Linked DNA regions of Mus musculus: region 1 is linked to region 2. A link is a contact called in public HiChIP or PLAC-seq data. All regions are on one chromosome and are shown on one strand. Each heading gives the region's core, a stretch centred on a gene start, on an enhancer-like site or on the middle of the called end of the contact. The rest is flanking DNA. Distances are from core to core; before and after follow the strand shown.

Region 1 (6,298 bases), core at 2,827-5,326, 37 kb after region 2:
CCCAGTGCTGCCGAGGGGTAGGCAGAAGGATCATGAACCTAAGGATGGCTGGGCTGTGTAGGGAATCCCAAATCCGTCCAGTTACACAGTGAAAACACGAAACAGACAAATCTCAGAACAAACGGCAAAATTCCACAATAAAATATCCTGTTTGGTGAGGAGATACTGAGAAGGGCTAGTCAGAAAGGCTAACATGAGCAAGCACCAGGCAGAGTGGCTGGTAATCCCAGCTGTTCAGGGTGCAGAGGCAGGAGAGTCAAGTCCAAGGCCAGGGATGAGGGCAATGATTCCATGGTAAAGTGCTTGTCACAAAAGCGCAGTGACCCGAGTGTTTGGATCTTAGCACACAGGTGAAAAAGCAAGATGGGACTGAATATATCTCTCATCTCAGAGACAGAAGATCCCTTGGCAAGCTCCATGGTAAGAGACCTGGTCTCGGAAAGTGAAGTGGAAGAAGACTGAGGAAGACACTTGATGTCATCCTGTGCCCCCCCCCACACACAAGCATGCATACACACATGCATACACACACTAATGCACATACAAGCATGTACACACACAAGCATGCATACACACACAAACATGCATACACACACAAACATGCATACACACACTAATGCACACACAAGCATGCATACACACATGCATACACACACTAATGCACATACAAGCATGTACACACACAAGCATGCATACACACACTAAAGCACATACAAGCATGTACACACATGAGTATGCATATACACACAAGCATGCATACACACACAAGCATGCATACACACACAAGCATGCTTAAGCACACTAACACACACAAGTAAATGAATGGACTGTACAATGAGTTCAAATCATGCCAACCTGGGCACCTTCTTTGGCACCTTATTTTAGGTCTTATTTTCAAACAATTTTTTTAAGATTTATTTTAAGTATGTGAGTACACTGAAGCTGTCTTAGACACACCAGAAGAGGGCATCAGATTGCATTTCAGATGGTTGTGAGCCACCACTTGGTTGCTGGGAATTGAACTCAGGATCTCTGGAAGAGCAGTCAGACTCTTAACCTCTGAGCCATCTCTCTAGATCCCAAAACAAATTTTTAAAGAAGTGTGTGGGCATAGCTCAGTGGCAGGCCTTATATGCACATGGTCCTAGATGCAATCCCCATTGTAGGTATAGGGGGGAACAAGACAAAAATGATGGAGGAAAGCTGTAAGCATTGTGACATCATTTGGATCATATACAGAAAGCTATGGAAAGCCTTAAAAGGAATCTGTCACGACCAGGTTTCAATTTTAGAAATATCAATTTCTTTAGTGCAATATATGCAACATATTTGGGTACAGTATATGCAAGAGCAGTAGTTGGCATCTGTGCCTCGTGAAAACATTGCCCACACTTAACCCCTCATGCTAGGAACAAACTGGCACCCCATTAGGCCTTCAGCAGCAGACATGTGAATTTCATCACCAGCAAGCTTTCTCTCCTGCTAAAACTCGCCTCACTGCCTGTGGCAGACCTTGAAGTGTCAGAAGACGAATGCCCTGACTCTGTCCTCCGATAGTAAGGACCGGGCTGGTGAACAGCTCTGGGGCATCTGGTCTGCCTCAGTTGGGAGTAAGTCTCAGGCTCCACAGTGGTAGCCAGCTGGACAGCAGACATTTTGGCTCCTCTCCCTTCCTTGTCTCATTCCTCCTAGTGTTCTCTGTTGAAAAAACGCTGTCCTCATGTTCCTCACCTCTCAGATAAATTACTTGCACTCAAGTCTTTCTCTCAGAATGTGGAATCCAAACCAAGATGAGTCCACCATGGGTGAAGAGTGAAGACATCTGTATTAAGCAAGGAGTGTAGAGCCGTGGAGGGGAGATGGTTCAGGTTAGAGCACGGTTCAATCTCCCAGAACCCATGTATAAAGAGTCACGTGCAGTACTGGGGAGGAGGGTGGAGAATTGAGGACCCCCCGGCTTGCTGACCAGCTTGCCTAGCTTAACTGCTCAGTTCCAGGCCACTTCAAGATCATCTCAAGATAAGGACGGCACTCCGGAGGAAGGAAGTGTGAAGGCACCTCCTGATTACCATGCACACAGGAGCACACACACACACACACACACACACACACACACACTCACACACACACACACATATATATATATATACTGCACTACAGACAAAGGAAATGGGCTAGAGATATGTTCCAACGATGTTAAAACTGGTTAGGAAAGGTACTAAGGAATTATGGGATAGCATCCAGGCTTCTAATTTGAGTGAGTAGGGGACTCACTACGCAAAGTGGTAGGGGAGAAGAAGATGACAGGCTCAGAGCTGAACTCTTCCAAGTAGGCGAGCATCCGGAGTTTAGAATCGGAATGAATGTTGGCCATACTCGCTGAGGCTGAGAGGACTGCCCCAAGAGTGAGTTGTACAATTGTGCTTGGTACAATGACTTTTATCATTTTTTGTGGTTAGTACATAAATCCTTTTCCTATTTGAGAGAAATAAGAACTAAAGGGAGGCAGAGGCCTGTCCTCCCTGAGAGAAATCACAGGAGATCAGTTTCCATGGCAGCGCCTAACAGCCGGGGTGAAATCACATGACCTGGACTTGGCCAATCAGACGGCATACCACCAAAGTTTTACAAATTGGGGGATGGCTCAGAGTGGTGGTGGAAGACCTGGCTGTACATGTGACAGGACGATGACAGCAATACTATTCCCCTCCTTTCTATAGCTTCCCAAGGTCATCCTTGAGAAGGACTCCAAGAGCTAATGCTAGTTCATCACCATGGTCAATTATGAGCCTACACTTTGACTGAAAGTGGGGGTGGTCCGTGTTCCATCTCTTATCCTGGGATGTACACTTGAGAATTTGCTTTCAGGGTTGTTTGTTTGTTTGTTTGTTTTGTTGGTTGATTTGGTTGGTTGGTTGGTTGGTTTTGTTTTGGGGTTTTTTGTTGTTGTTGTTTGGGTTTTTGTTTTATTTTTATTTTTTGGTTTGGTTTGGTTTGGTTTGTTTGTTTAGTAAGCATAACTATGCATGCAAACCATTCTTTTAAAACAGGGTTTCATGTAGCATAGGCTGACCTCAGACTCACTATGTAGCTGAGGGTGAGCTTGACCTGATTCTCCTGCATTTATATACCTCTCACGTGCTGAAATTATAGATATATACTACCATCCCTGGCTTATATGGTGCTGGAGATTGAACCCAAGACTTCGTGCACACTACAAACTGTAAGGCAAGCACTGTACCAACGGAGGTATTTCCCCGGTCCAGGAGTAGTTGTCTTTAAGAGTAATGTCTTTACTTTATATTTGCCCACTGACTGTCTAGAAAGGAAGCATCTAACTAGAAATAGCATTAAAATCATCTAATCAGAGCTAAAGCTTTGTGTGCAGCTGGGGCACCTGCATCGCCACAGACTCAGACTCTGTTGTCACATTCCTCAGCCCCCAGACCCCCTACCCACTCACTGTGTGCCACCAATGTTTCTCTTTGGTAAATGATAGACATTTCCCTCTCCTTGGCAGCTTCCCTCGAAATATTATCAGTTCTGCCTCACCATTCCCGATGCTAAGGAAGGCTCTTCCTCTTGTGGCTTTCCAGTCTTGTCGCCAAGCTTGGACAGCTAGGATCCCTCAGCGGTACTTTGTCACTTGGCTCTTGAGGCTTGTAGATTCGTCTCCATCCCACTCACACCTCCCCCTCTTTCCCCACGCAGATAAACTTGGAATCGTTTCTCAGGGGCTGTCTAGAGGGTATGCGAAGGACACCAGTTTAGGCTACTAGAAGGAGCCCGTTCCCACGGCTGGAATGAAATCTGTGCCTTTGGGGGTTCCCTCCTGTCCTGTTCGTCTTGCTGGGACCTACCGCACGCCATTTTATCCCAGCATCTCGGAATAGAAAGTCGTCCGTCACACCTGCACATTTTATTACAAGTCTGTTGTTTGTTTGCTGGATCCGGATGGGGGAGGGGTGGTGGGAAATTCAGAGTCAGAGGAAAGCTGTCTCTCAGCTCAGTTCCTCTGCTGCTGCGGGCTCCATTCCAGTTGGTGCAACAAGAGATCGGGGCCTGTGTTTGCTTTTCTTGGCATCTTCAGAGGTGATGTCTGTAGCTGAAGACACTGGGGCTGTTGCCAGAAGCCCTGCTGGAGCTGGGACTGTGTGATTCCAGGTTCTAAGATCTCATCTACTCGCAACGATGGAGAACATTTTGATCTTGGCAGACACTCTCATGCCGGCACTCCATATCCACCGGGTTCTTCTTCTCCTGGCTTCTCAGACCCCGAGCAGAGCAGCAAAGTGACCTCTGGACACACACAACTGGGCAGCAACACCATCTCTGGAATTCCCGGTGTCTCCCTGGGGAACTTGTCACCGTGGACACAAACATGATTACAAACTGCTAGTGACCTGGCAGCACATTAACACAGTCCCATGAGGGGAAAGAAGAGCAAAACTTCCTTTTCTGGGAGCTAGCCCCACCGTCCTGCCTATGTCACACCCAGAGAAGTACAAGTTTCAGCCATGCAGATGAGCACCAGGCTGAACACAGCAAAACAAAATTCTCTCCTTGACAGGAAACTAGTTCTGCCTTTACAGCCCAGGGCCTTGAGCTATCGCCTCCGATGCATGTCTATACTCTGGCCTACTCCTACCATCTCTGGCATGCTTGCTGTGTGTTTTCTGCTATGCCTTATTTTTTTCCTCAGAGTCTTGTTTAATTGTCTCTCCGATTTCCATTGACTTCTTCCCTACTGCCGATGTTTGTAACCGGGATTGGCTGCATAAATATTTCCAAACCATCTCAGAAGTGTTGTCGCTGATGAGAGCAGACAGAAGGCATTTCCAAAAGTATAAGAACATGGATTTGGGGGTGGGGGGGTGGCTTCTCCTGCAACTGAGAGAAGGAAAGTTATATTGCAGAGTCCGGAGGAAGCTTGACACAATCCTCCCACACTGTCCCTGCATGTCCTCATGTGCGCATTCCTTAAAAAATACTGGGAGCTTACCTCCACGCTCGTTATTTCTCCAGCTGCTGGTCCTCACCTTCTGGAACTGACTTATGGCCAGCAAAGATATCAGGATGAGCCCCGTACTACCGGGTGGTAACTGCACATTTGGGAAGACCTGGAGCATGAAGCAGAACTCTGTAGAGAAACTAGGCCTAGCGGAACTTCCCCCTCCTACTTAAGAGCTTTGGGATTTGTTTTCACTTTCTTTTTTTTTTAATTTAAGTTTGTCCTAAATAGATAATCTCTTCTTGTGTCTTAAATTCAAAAGTATAGGGCTGGAGAGACAGTTCAGTGATTGCAAGCATCTGCTGCACCTGCAGAGGACCTAGGTTTGGCTCCCACCATACAAGTGGCAGCCTTCAACCATCTGGAACTCCATTGCAATAGAATTTAATATCCTCTTCTGACCTCCACTGACAGCAGGCATGCCCAAGGCATAGGTAAACACCCAGATACATAAAATAAAAATAAATCAAGTATACATTAAAAGGTTCACTAAACAATTTCATCACCCTGGCTCTCCCATCAATGGTTTCCTTCTACTTGTATGTAGGTTTCCTTCACTACAAGCAATTTGCCAGAAATTTAGCTGCTTAAAACAAAGCCTATGTGTTACCTCACAGTTTCTATCGGCCAGAAGCCTGAGCAGTGTTACTGGGTATTCTGCAGAGTTGCTCAAAGTGTAATAGAGGGGCCTTGTGGATCCGTCTGGCAGCATGCAATACCAATAGGAGGACACTTAGACAGGCTGAACTTGGAGAACTCAAGGACGAGGCAACGGTCAGTGAGAGTAGGAGGGTGAGGGGATGACTTCGGAGACTGAAACTGTCTGCTTTTGGGTGGTTTGCTTGGTTTTTGTTTTGTTTTGGTTTTTTTTGTTTTTGTTTTTGTTTTTGTTTTGTTTTGTTTGTTTGTTTGTTTGTTCAGTGCTGAAGCCTGGACCTTGAGCTTGCCAGGGAAGTACTCTGCAGCCTTTTGTATTCTTCTTCGGGAGAAAGTTCCTCCTGGTTAGCAAGAGTCACAAAACTTTTCAGCCTTACTCTCCTCTGGTTCTTCCAAATTCTGCATGGCTATCCCCAGTGTTCTTGGAGTCTCCAAGCTTTAAATACAGGAATACATCGTACTTTTGGTAAACCATCTGTGAATTTTGAAAAATGCACAAAACTATGTGATCAGCACAGCAGGTTTGCTACGGAACAGGCTCGAGACTCCTGAAATGTTCTCTCAGGCTGCTGTTAGGACTTCCCAAAGCAGAACGTCCCATCTGCTCATCTGGATCTTTGCCTGCTCCAG
Region 2 (6,422 bases), core at 3,865-6,364:
CCACAGGGAATGCCCTGCAGAGGGAGTGAATAAAGGAGGAGATGCACAAGAATGTTCTAGAACCGGGGACCGGACTGTGAGAGATTTACCCACGGTTTTCACGTGTCTACACTGTTATTGTAAACAAGGCAAGTGGTACACCAGACGCTGAGCACCCTGGAGTTGAAGAGGGGACGCATTGTTTAATCAAATCCTTGAGCTCAAAAGTATGCTCTGAAGGACCGAAGGAATGGACTCATTCCTGAGACTTTCCCTGCCCAGCTCAGAGGCCCCATGAGGGCCAAGTTTCTCTACACCCAGCAGTTTGGAAATGAAGAGTACAGGGTGACACCAGCTATAAAGAATTGAGCTCTGTCTAGCTCCTGGTACCTTAGAAACCGGAAATGAGCTGGTGACCAGACAAGCCAAGTCTCCCCACCTTGAGGTACTTTGGGGGATGCCACAAGAAAGGAGTCCAAGGTGGAAGCTCAGGGAGCTGCTAACTATGCCCTCTTGCTCCTCTGGCCCTCATCAGACCCAGCCAGAAGTCCTCAGCTGTGGCCTTCGTGCTCTGGTCTGTGCTGTAGCTTCTGTTAACCTGCCCCATACTTCCAAAAACAAAACAAAATAAACTCCCAAACGACCGCAAGTTTAAAAAGAAACTACTTACAACACACACACACAGGGAGGGAGAGAGAGAGAGAGAGAGAGAGAGAGAGAGAGAGAGAGAGAGAGAGAGAGAGAGAGAGAGAATGAGAGAATGAATATTCTGGAAAGACTGAATTTATATTTGACAGTCATTGAGTGTCCGTACACAGGAGTAGGCCCTGGGATGCAGGAAGAGATTTGGCTAGGAAGGTGTGAGTTGGGGCTATCCTCAAAAATTACAAGCTCACTCAGAAGACACAGAACAGAGGCACACAATCACCAAACCCTGAGACTCACAGTCCCAGCACATAAGGCTCTGCAGCTAATGAACCATCCACTCCCACGGTGTTGGGATGAGGGGAGAATGAAAAGCATAATTAACCTTTCCCTAAACACAGATCCAAAACGGGGTGCAAACCGCAGTGAAATGGTGCCTCAAAGTGCCAAATGAAATAAAGAAGCCCTAAGCCAGCCAGGGTAATGCTCAAATAATGGCGAACGACGCGCCTTTCTAGAAGAAGCCCCAGCCTCCTCCGTTGGGAGAACAATTTTTTCCTCGTGCAGAGTAGTCTGGAATAAACACATAAGCATATGCTTGAAAGCAAGTCTCTATTTCTCTATTTCGATGCAGCTTCTTAAGGGTGAATGAGCATGCAAGAAGTTCTGCCTAACCAGGGCTGTGAATTAACCTTAGAATCCTAAGGGTTGGCCTGCTAGAGCGAATTTAAACACGGGAGGCAGAGCGGGCTTGTACCTTTCCTACTTCGGGGCCTGTTCCCAAACAAAGATCAAGTACAGAAGTAACAAGTGCCTCCCTGTCACCGCCAGGGTTTTAATAATCTCATTGCCTTCTTAAGCGACTTCCGGGGAGACGTGCAATAAGGGGTTTACTGAATGTAATATGTTCATTGCTTTGATTGAAACCCCCGTAGGCTGGTACTTTGGCAAAGTGGGGTGGGTGTTCCTTCAGTATTTTAGGCTCTAGACCTGCAGGGCAGACCCCACCTCACTTCCTTCCCCCACCCCCACCCTGAGGAGAGTGGCAACAGGAATTTCTGGCAAGGCCCAGGTGCTTCTCCAGCTGCCCCACACACCCCAAATAAAACGGCTGAGAAGCCTCCTGGATGCCAGAATGGGCTTGCCTTATTTAGTTTTCTTTTCTCGAAGATGGAAATATAAGTCAAAGGTTTTAGGCAGTACAAATGTCAGTTCTCTTGCTTTTCCCTTTTAAGAAAACTTTTTACATTAAACCTTTCTACCTTCCCGTACGGTTTACAACGAAATTATTAGTTTCAAGTATTGTGTAAAAATTAGGTCCTATAAATTAGACCGAAGATAGAGCACACAATCTGTTCCTGTAACATCAGGGAGTATTTTCAAGGTATGTGGTCTCTGGTCTCTAACCATGGGCTTTAGCCAAAACCAAACTAAACTGACATCCACCAAAGACGTACACAAAAGAAACGGAATAATCAAGTATGGGAGAAAGAACTATTTGTGTGTGGTTTGTTTCTCTTGTAATGCTTACGTTTGCCACGATTACAGTAAATTGGTTTTGTCTTGTTTTGTTTCAGATATGCTGGTTACATTACCTCTTCCTAACTCAGGAAGGGGGGAAAAAGAAACAGTGACTGCAAACAGCTAAGTTTCCGTTGGATGATTGCACCGCAGGGGTCACCAGCCACCTCTGCCACGCGCAGTTCGGCAAAAGGAAATAGCGCTTTAAAATACAAAAATCCGTAGTTCTGATATGATTTCCTTTATTGCTCAGACGGTAGCTGGAAAACTGCACTACGCGGCGCCCGTGTCTCTGGAAGGCAGCCGCAGAAGCAGTAAAAGCCCCGCTAGTGGGAACCTGGGGCTCAGCAGGAAAAGTTCCTAAGGCTGGGGTCCTGCTCTCTAGAGAGCACATGGGCATCCTTACCCCACACGAGACAAAAATCAATGTGTCTCACATGCGGTGACTGACAAGTCTCATCAGATCAGAAAGGAGGCTCAGCTTCTGGACTCAGTAGTGGGCTACAGGGTGTACAGCTTGCTTAGCAATTAAAATAGCTAAGGCGCGCGGGGGCGGGGGCGAGCCTTAAGAAAATTCGAAAGGTTTTGCGTTCAGCTTTCGCTTCGTCGGATGCTGGGCAACCAAGCAGGGTGAAAGCCTTAGGCTTTCATTTCACAACTTACTGCTCGGTTGAAACGATCTCCCCGCCTCCTCTCAAATACACACACACACACACACACACACACACACACACACACCCCTAACCTTTGAAGTCTCAAAGCCATCAAGCATGTGTACATTTATTCCCTCTCAGAAGAAAATAAAGACTCAGTGAAAAGCCAACAGGAAAAACAGTTTCGCTGGCGCACTTTACACTGTTGCAACGAAGTGAAATGAGCCGTAGGAGCAGAGAAAGAAGCCGGCTGACTGACCGAGGAGGCCGACTGACGGCCCAGTATTTAGGTTGATCTCTGCGACCCGAGTTCCAAGAGAAAAGATGCCGCTAGAGCGTATGTGAGTGCAGGACACGAGTGCGGAGTGGCTGGAGCACTGGAAAGACGCCCGGGAGGACAGCGTCTCGCCGGGCGTTACGTTGCATTCCCCACACCGGGAATGCCGGGGGGCTACGACTGTAGCCGGCGCCGCTGTGCCAGGACGCGCCCGGTGGTGCTGCATGGAGCGCCTCCAGCCCTAAATTCCAATGTGCAAGGGATGGGGGGGTACGCTTGGGGACTTCACTGGGGCAAACATACTATCCACATCCTATCTTTAGTCTCTCTGGTCCGAAACAAAACAATTAAGAGAGTTCGAGATTCCTCAAGTCCAAGTGTGAGAGGCATGGGCGGCCTGGCCGGTCCTTTCCCGAAGCAGCTCTGATGTCCGAGGGAGTAAGAAGGCGGCAGGCTGCTCGTTGGGCCCCCTTCAACGCTGGGCAGAAGCATTTGAACAAACCCACCTCAGACTCCTACTAGTCCCTGCTAAGCAACCCTTCCCACCCTACCCTGTCCTGGAGTGTCACCCAAGCCTTCCCTGAAAGCGTGGGGGATGGTAGTCTAGTCCCCCATAGCCCCAAACCCCACTACCCTAGTCCCGCGTGACCGAGGCTGCTCCGCTCCGGGCAGACAGAGGGCGCCGGGGAGGACGAGTGACCCGGGACCCCGGCTGCACCCAGAAAGAGAACGGCAGGCTGAGCTGCTCCCCCTTGGTGGCCCCGAGTTCCGGCAGCCCGCCCCCTGGGGGTCACTCGGCGCCCTGCCAGCCCGGGCTTCTCGGGTCGGAGCGCGCCCTCCTGGCCTTACGGAGCAGCGTTCTCGGCTGGCCGCGCGCCCTCCACGCCCGGGCCTGAGAACGCCGGCGCGGCCTCCGCTCTCCCCACCTGCCGAGTGACTCTGCGGAGCCGAGAGCTCGGCGCTGCCGGGGTTCCCCCCACCCATCCCCAGGACCGTGTCCCCCCCGGCCCCCCTGCCTCCCCTTCCCCAGGGCTCCCGCCGCGTCGCACACGCCGCCGCGTACAAGGACCGAGCGCACAGCGCCCACTACCGCAGCCGCGGCTAGGCGCAGCGCCGATCGCCCGCGCAACTTGCAAGCGGCCGCCTCGCAACTTTTCCCAACTCCATCGCGGCCGGCTGCGGCCACAGCCACCGCGGCTCCCTCGGAGCCCGCCACCCGTCCCAAACCCCAGAAACAAACAGAGCTTCAGAAAGGCGCCCTTCCCCTGCCCGCCCCCCCCCCACCCGCTTCCCCCCTCCTCCCGCTCCGGGAACTAGCTGGTTGGCCAGAGGCGACTCTCCCCCGCCTGGGGGGGGAAGGGAGGGGAGGGGGACACACTCTCCTCTCCCCCCACCCCTTCGCGCTCACTCGCGCGCGCCCTCCTCCCTCCCTCCCAGCTTTTTGCTGCCCCCACCCCCACCCCGGAGTTGCCACAGCTGGTCCTGGTGCGGGGCTCAGGGCTACCGCGCTTCCACTGCGCCCAGAGCAGGAGCCAGGGCGCGGAGGCAGGAATCGGCAGGTTGCTCCGGCTGCCGGCTGCGCTGTGCCTGCCTTCCACCCCAGGCCCCCCGCGCCAAAGCAGCCCGCGCTCTCTCCCCGTGCGCTAGACACAGATACGCAAGATGGCAGAGAAGGGGGGGAAGCCAATAGAAAAGGGATATTGCACCTACTTGTGGCCAGTTTCCTTGCCCTGCCTTTGGATCTCATGCTGTGCCCAGTCCTGCAGCCGCTGCTGGGTGGTTAGGTTTTTTTTTTCTTGGATCTTTTCCTTCTTTTGCTCTCTCTCTCCCCCTCCCTTCTCTCTCTCTCTCTCTCTCTCTCTCTCTCTCTCTCTCTCTCTCTCTCCTCTGTCTCACACACGCACACACACGCACACACTCGGTCTTTCACTCTCTCTCCCTCCCTCTCTCTCTTTCTCTCAATCCACACTCGCTATCTCTAGCATTGTCAGTTTGGACACCTTCGCACATGCGCGTTAGACGCCCCTCCAACATCTCAGCGCCGCCAAAAAAAGTTTGGAGCGATTTATCACTTTGATTTGGAGATCTTGTCAGATGGCAATCGCCGAGGAGGCGGAGAAAGGGAGCTACGGGGAGGGCGGCAGGGGGCGGGGAGCGAGCGCGGGGAGCTGGAGGGGAGCAGACACTTCGCCCAAACGGGAAAAAAAATAAAAAGAAAGAAAGAAAAAGAAAAGAAATGAAAAGTCTTGGACAGAGAATTGATTCGTGGGGCAGAGGACTATGTCTGTGTGGGAGTCAATAAGCCTGCATTATAATTATTATTAATGTTTTCTCCACCATAAATTACATTGTCTGTAGGGGAACCGAGCGGAGGAGGGAAAAAAAACTTTAGGATAAATCTTTCCGTCTACACAAGAACTAGGCTGAGGACTGGACCGTGAACGTGTTATCAGAAGGCGAGAAGCATCTTGAACTTCAGAGCTCTGCCCTTGCTGCCGCTCTCTCCTTCTGAAGTTCCTGGGGCTTCCGCTTTGGATGAATAACCGGTTCTCGATTTTAGCTGTAATACCAACGGTAGCTGCCATCCTAGGAACATTTCAGTAGTCTGTTTCCATCAAGTAGCAACAATCGCCCTTGATGCCCAGGTCCCGCCGGGCTGAACATTTGACATCCAAGACCTCCTGCCTTGCCTAAGGTCGGCCGGCACCTTCCGGCCTCCTGCTGCTACCCAGCCCGCCTGCCATTTCCACTCACTCACTGAAACCTACAACCTCTGGGGTCACCAGAAGGAGGAAGGGGGGAAATTCCATACGCATACCTAGAAAATACAAAACGTACATTGTTGAAATGTGCCTAATTACAGAATTTACTAATGAAGTGTGCAGGCAGAAATGAAGGCGCAAGGGGTTAGGTGTGTTCAAGGTATGAATCACTCCCAACTCAGTATGGATTTTTCTTAGTACAACCTTCTTGCATTAAACAGTTGTGTTCAATACCTTCCACGTGCTATTTATGTCTCCATTAATATCTGCTGCAAATCCTGCCAGACACCATAAAAGAAAATTGCCATCTTTTCCGTGCGGTGCTGCTACCATCCTAAAACTCAAGTCGGAAGAAGCAGGAAAGTCCTGGTCTCTCCTCTGAGAGAGCAAGGACGAGCAGGGTTGTTGGGAACTCAGTTGCACCTGTTGGTATTCATTTAGTTTGAGCTCAGACTGCGGTTGTGAGAGAGCGAATATCTAGGTTCAATTCCCAGGGGCTTCGGTGGCCAAGCTTACAGGACCTACCTCATCTAAGAATACCCACCACCTTTCCCTCCCCAGAGCTGTGTAATTCCAGGAGCATTC

The links. HiChIP or PLAC-seq counts read pairs in DNA pulled down with a chosen protein or histone mark.
Region 1: a contact with region 2 is called in an H3K27ac HiChIP or PLAC-seq map of heart atrium, with 13 read pairs. The contact joins the enhancer-like site here to the promoter of Mecom in region 2. A contact is called at or near these places in 3 of 39 promoter capture datasets (the 3T3-L1 cell line and 3T3-L1-derived adipocytes), 2 of 484 Hi-C or Micro-C datasets (beige adipocytes and brown adipocytes), 3 of 115 datasets of contacts at active chromatin or transcription factors (embryonic stem cells, fibro-adipogenic progenitors and heart atrium) and 2 of 9 other capture datasets (adipose tissue and liver).

Annotation. Positions count from the first base shown.
Region 1 is chr3:30,542,880-30,549,177 of GRCm38.p6, forward strand. No RefSeq gene overlaps it. Among named protein-coding and RNA genes, the nearest start is that of Mecom, 36 kb to the left of the region's middle. Within about 2 kb of position 4,077, at least 32 of the 459 cell types and tissues checked have an H3K27ac peak or open chromatin away from gene starts, as enhancers often do. A contact at or near this core is called in 3T3-L1-derived adipocytes, adipose tissue, beige adipocytes and 3 more, where this site is marked.
Region 2 is chr3:30,504,645-30,511,066 of GRCm38.p6, forward strand. Mecom (MDS1 and EVI1 complex locus) reads right to left here and starts at 5,115. Exons shown (of 16, transcript NM_001370769.2): 1 at 4,786-5,115. The coding sequence starts at 4,822.